2 separate regions of the Mus musculus genome follow, and region 1 is linked to region 2. Evidence: chromatin contacts called from public Hi-C data. All regions are on one chromosome and are shown on one strand. The core of a region is the stretch at or near the end of the contact, and the rest is flanking DNA. Distances in the headings are between cores, read along the strand shown.

Evidence for each region. Hi-C and Micro-C count contacts between places; a contact is called where the count stands out from the background.
Region 1: a contact with region 2 is called in a Hi-C map of cerebral cortex, with 4 times the contacts expected there. The contact joins two enhancer-like sites. A contact is called at or near these places in 2 of 15 datasets of contacts at CTCF or cohesin (large pre-B cells and pro-B cells), 9 of 484 Hi-C or Micro-C datasets (the 63-12 cell line, B cells, the C2C12 cell line and 6 more), 3 of 115 datasets of contacts at active chromatin or transcription factors (astrocytes, embryonic basal ganglia and fibro-adipogenic progenitors) and 1 of 9 other capture datasets (embryonic stem cells).

What each region holds. Positions count from the first base shown.
Region 1 is chr12:110,375,319-110,378,018 of GRCm38.p6, reverse strand. No RefSeq gene overlaps it. Among named protein-coding and RNA genes, the nearest start is that of Gm40577, 41 kb to the left of the region's middle. Within about 2 kb of position 1,293, at least 20 of the 459 cell types and tissues checked have an H3K27ac peak or open chromatin away from gene starts, as enhancers often do. A contact at or near this core is called in cerebral cortex, where this site is marked.
Region 2 is chr12:109,398,452-109,401,151 of GRCm38.p6, reverse strand. No RefSeq gene overlaps it. Among named protein-coding and RNA genes, the nearest start is that of Dlk1, 54 kb to the left of the region's middle. Within about 2 kb of position 1,396, at least 32 of the 459 cell types and tissues checked have an H3K27ac peak or open chromatin away from gene starts, as enhancers often do. A contact at or near this core is called in cerebral cortex, where this site is marked.

The sequences.
Region 1 (2,700 bases), core at 44-2,543, 980 kb before region 2:
GCACAGAACTTGCTGGCAGGGATGGAACAGATCAGCACGCCCACTGCTGTGGAACGGACTAGTACGCCCCCTGCTGGCAGGGGTGGAATGGACAAGGCTCGGTGTGAGTCATGAGTCATAGTGCTGAATTAAGGAAGAAGAGGATGTTTAAACTTCTGTCCATAGGGCTATTCGGAGGTGAAGAGCTTCCCCAAGACCCTGGACCACAAAACTAGAGGGTGGTGGTTCTGTCCTTTCAATCCTGTGTGCACTGTCCACCCCACCTCAGCCTCAGCCACCGCAACTACCCTCTTCCCCCGCTTATCACCCCCGTAGATCTGCAGAGGAGAACAGGGCTTGCCTCAGGAGCTGGCTGGTGACATCTGTCAGGAAGAATAAAGCCTTGAGTGCCTGGGCACAAAGCTTGCCTAGGTGGAAGGCTTACCTGGCCACACCCAATGCCCAGCTAATCCCAGCAGGAGACCTGCCAGGCCATCTTCAGCATCTGCATTGTGCCACAGAGGGCGCAGATGTCAGCGAGGTGAAGCCACACGCTGAGGATCATGGGGGCAGAAAGGTAATCTGCCTAAACCCATCTTCTCATGCCCCACCACACCCTGAGATCAGACAGGCTGGGGAAGGCCAGCGACTCTGCCTAGGCCGTGCTGTTCTGCACTCAGGGGCTCCCTGGGGCCCAGGCTTTGAGGAGATTTCATACTCAGCCAGGTGCGGGCCTGTGGGCCTCACCCTCTAATTACCTAGACTGGAGACTAGGACCATCCTCTGAGAGATGTTTTCTGGTGAAACTTAGCTGGGAGGGGGCCCATGAGTGCAGTTACCGTTTATTGACCACGCACTTCTCAAACATAGCCTCTTTCATATCCCAATATTTGGCAAAGTGCTCTGCGTCTCTGCTTATGGCTTTGAGTGTGGAGACCAGCAGGATATACCTGATGTATCCGCGGCAGCCAGGTCCTGCTAAGGTCAACCCACCCTGTGTTGTAACAGTCACTCAAGACACCCCCCCCCCCCCAGTGCTTCTCCATCTGGGGTTCCTATGACGAGAGTTGGCAATGGAGAAATGTGTAGAGGTGGGAAGTAGTGGGATAAAAGGGGCCTGGCACATGGTTCCAGCTGTCCCCTGTCCTTCTACCCAGGAGAAAAAGCACTTAGATGTGACAAGGCTGGCCTGCTCTCTCACCTCCAGATCCTCATGGGGGGGGGGGGGGGGAAGGTGCTGCGGGTTTGCGGGTTGTACTGTAGTTGCTTTAGGGGGACTGAAGGTGGCGCTCATGGTACTGCAGGCTCTGGAAGCCTGCCTGCCTCTGGCCTGACAGTACTGGGGGATATTCAGTTTTGCAGCTGTACCTATGAAGATGTGAGTCTAGCCTAGCTTCCCCAACACACTGGGGGGTGAGGGGGGGGCTCTATGCCTTCACAGAGCTGAACCCCTGGAAGAGGGCACTTCTTTGTTTCCTAATACAAAGTTACATTTAGTCCGAAGGCAGGTGCCATGCCACGCTAGCTATGGTTTAGACCAGGGCAACCACAGGACAGTGTTTTTGGTCTAGAAACCTAAATGGTGCAAGCATGTGCAGTCTAAGGATGGCACACACCACTGTACCGTGTTGTCTTTATAGCTGTCCTGTTCTGCAGTGAGCCACCATGCACACAGCAAGCAGCTCCCCAACCCCACCTCCTGAGCAGCACCTGGCTTCCAGCAGCCTCTAGCCCCTGCAGACAGAACATCTCTCACCAAAGCGTGAGCATCCTGGTGGGGGAGCTGCTGGTCTTTCCTAGAGCCTGGAGACTGGCAGGGGGCTTAGGTCCCTAATTCTTTCCTCACTCTCAGAATTTAGGATCTTGCTTTCATTGTTAACCTGGAGGTTGAAAAAGGTACCCTAGCTTAACACCCCCCCCCACACCCACACACACCCCTTTTCTTTGAAAAGTAACAATGCATATTAATTGTTTTTAAAGCACAAGAGGTAGAGATGACTTGGACCCTAAGACCCTGGATGGGCTGGCCACACAGTGGGTGCTCAAGTGTCGCCTCCCTTCCCACGCTGGGGCTTGTTTTGTGTTCATTAAGTTTACCTCGCAGACAGGCTTAAACATCTTGTTTCCTCTCCCCATCGACATAAATGTCTCTTTCATAAGTAACATTGGAAACATCTCTAATATGCTCACAGGTGTGTGAACTGTAGTTTATCTGAATCTTCCATTACTGTGCTTTTAGTCTGTTTTCAATTTTTCTCCTAATAAATGGTACGGCTGATGTCTTTATGCAGGGAAGTGCTTTCATATTTCAGCTTATTTCCTAAGGAGAGACAAAGTAGTCAGGAGAAAGATTAACTTGGTCAAAGGTTTTAAAATCTGATTTCATATTTCTTAAGAGGAAGGCACCTTATGAAACAACTTTATAATCTGTTGAAAAACCTGGTTATGTTCTTTTTTAATATTGTTTTTCAAAAGGACTCGTCTGAGCAATATCCTGTCCCTTTCAGCAGACAGCCACGATATGAAAAGAGATTTGTTCCCTCGCGCTCTTAGGGGGCGATCTGGCTCAGGAAACAGACTCATCGGTCCCCAGGAGTATCTGATGGTTGCTATGGCGACAAGTCATTTAACGCAACACCCTACGAAAGCACTGATCAATAAGGGAGGGGGTGCGATTGAAACAAATTAGCTGGTGTCTGAGTGGCCCTGCGCAAGAACAGC
Region 2 (2,700 bases), core at 147-2,646:
TCGTCTTTCCTCAGAGAGACATGAAGGGCTTGCTGCACAGGTTGTTCTGCGTCCTGGCTGGAAGCGAAGAGCTTCCTGTCGTGTATTGGAAAGGTTCCTGTGCCGGACCCAAACCGTGCTAGAAAGACTTCCTCGTGGTCCTCATTGGGGCCCTGTCTGCCATTCCTCTGTGCTCTTGAGCCTTGAGGCCCAGCTGTCACCCCAGTTTCCCTCAAAGCCCCCCTCTTTCATTTTCCTGCTCTTGCTTGACAGTCTCCTCAGGGTGGCTGATTAGCCTGTCTGTGTGGCCAGCAAGCTCTGAGGCTCAGTCGTAATACTTTCCTGCGCCTTTCTGTGTATCAAGCAAGGCTAGCGTTGAGATCACTGCAAAGTTTAGGAAATTATAAACAAAAGGGGGTGGGGGGTCTTTGTAATCTCACCACCAAGAAGTGGCTTCTGCCTAGCATTTCCCTTCCAGAAAAATGCAGTCCCGAGGAATTAAAAGGCAAGTCCCAGAAGGCACTTGAAATGTTTTAAAAAGTAAAATGAGCAGATGAAATCATTTTAACAACATATTTCATTCATCGAAGGCAAACCATCGCCGTCTCAGCACACAATCAGGATGAATATGAAATGTGAACGAGACAGCTTATATCCCTCACCACTTGCATCTCTGAACTCCGATGTGTGGCTGTCACGGCGCATTTCATTCCGAAACCAACTACGTTTCAAGCGCATCATAGCCCGGTGTGACTCATGGCCATCATGCTGGCTTTAAACATTTCACAGGCTTTAAACATTTTTACTACACTTATTTATTTAATTTGTGTGTGAGGATGGGGTACTGCCATGGCACAGATGTGAAGGTCAGAGGCCACCTTTCAGGAGTCAGTTTGTTCCCTCTACCATGTGGGTCCCGGGTCTGGAACTCAAGTCATGAAGTTTGGAAGCAAGAAACTACCCACTGAGCCATCTCACCAGGCAGACCTCACGAGCTGCTTTTTAAAGACACGGGGGCAGTATTGACAGTTGGAGGCTGGCAAGGCCTATACCTTGAGCCTAGCGACCGGGAAGGTTTTTGCTTTCTTGGGATGGGTACCAGGACAAGCACAGAACCCACACATTTCCCCCACAGAACCCCATATACTAATCCTTAGAAAATTGAATCCCAGTAGAAAGAAATGGGAAATGTCTCCACCATGGCTAGGGCTTACAGTGGAGATCAGGTTTCCCAGAATCCCTCGGGTGAGACACGGGGAGTCCGCGGAGCCCCTCCACGGCCCCTGGTTAGACTTCAACAGCACGACTCCCAGCGCTCGCTCCTGTTTCCACGAATTTGTACTCTAAGCAGAAGCTGGGAGAACCCTACCACTCCAGACTTGACATCCCGCCAACTTGGGCTCTGCACAACGGGCTCCCCGAACCGCGTGTCTCCCGAGATGAAAGATTGCAAAAGAAGATAAAAATAGTCCCTCGGAAAGGGACGGCTTCAGCTGTCCCGGTTTGTGGAGTCCCCGGTTCACCGCAGATGTGAATAATTCATCATGGGCGGTACTGCTGTGAAGTAAGGGGCGGCATTGCTGCATTCTCTTTGATGAGGCCCTTAAAAAAATATCATAAACACCCAGCACATTAGAGGGAACCCAAGGAGTATCATTTTAAGTTGTTTTTTGTTGTGGGGGGGATGGGGTGGGACAGAAAGCAGCACCCACGATCCCGAGCTTAGAACCTAAGATGATGAATGGAAGCTGTTCCCGCTCCTCCTGGGCTCAGGCTGGAGGGTACGCCTGTGTTCCCAGGAGGTGGTCCCTGGGAAAAGAAGCATTTGGAGGACAGATCCTGTCACTGCCTTTTGCCTGGCCTCTTATCTTTACTTCTTCCTGAAGAGAGACAGAATGACTCCGGAAGGCACAAATATTCTGAGGAATCTGCAGATGTGAATAGGAGAGGCCAGAGCCACGATGGATGAGCCAAGAATGCCCCACACTGGGGCCAGGGCCCCTCGCACTCACTTAAGCTGCTCGGTGCACTCCTTGAGATTCTGCAGACACTCTTTTATCAGTAAGACCCTATGAGGCATGAGGCATGAGGCAGGGTGGGTCACTCCCAAGGCTGGCTGCTCTCCAGAGGCCCCAGGAGGAGGATGCTTGCTGCTGGCATTCGAAGTCTCTGAGCATTTCCTGAGGGAGCCGAGCATCAGAGCTGGTGTGCAAAACCAAGAAAATCACAAACACAAAGAACAAAAAGGTAGCTCTGAAAACATAACGTTTTCTACAAAGTTAGATCGTCTTTCTGTGGGAAGATCATGAGGGCTCACGTAAGCTGTAGGTGCTGCTATTGGCGGATATTAGGCCTCCCCCCCCCTCCAAATTAGGATTTTTGAATATAGAAATTCTTAAAAAAACAAAACAAAACAGAACAACAGCAATACAGCATCTCGTGAACCAGGCTGGTCTCTAGTTCTCCTTGTTGTCTGGGTGATGTTTCACTTCCTTTCCTCCTGCGTCCACCTCCCGAGCTGCCACCACCCCCAGGTTACACAATGCTGAGGGTCGAGCCCAGGGTTTCACACATCCTAGGTCTGACCTCTACAGACTGAGCTTTATGCCCACCCTAACTCCAGAAAATTCTTGACTAGAAGTCTAACCTGCAGAATGGGTTTTCTGGAATGAACCTAGTTGAAGTTGGAAGGCTACGGAGAACTGCGCTGCTCCCCGCCCC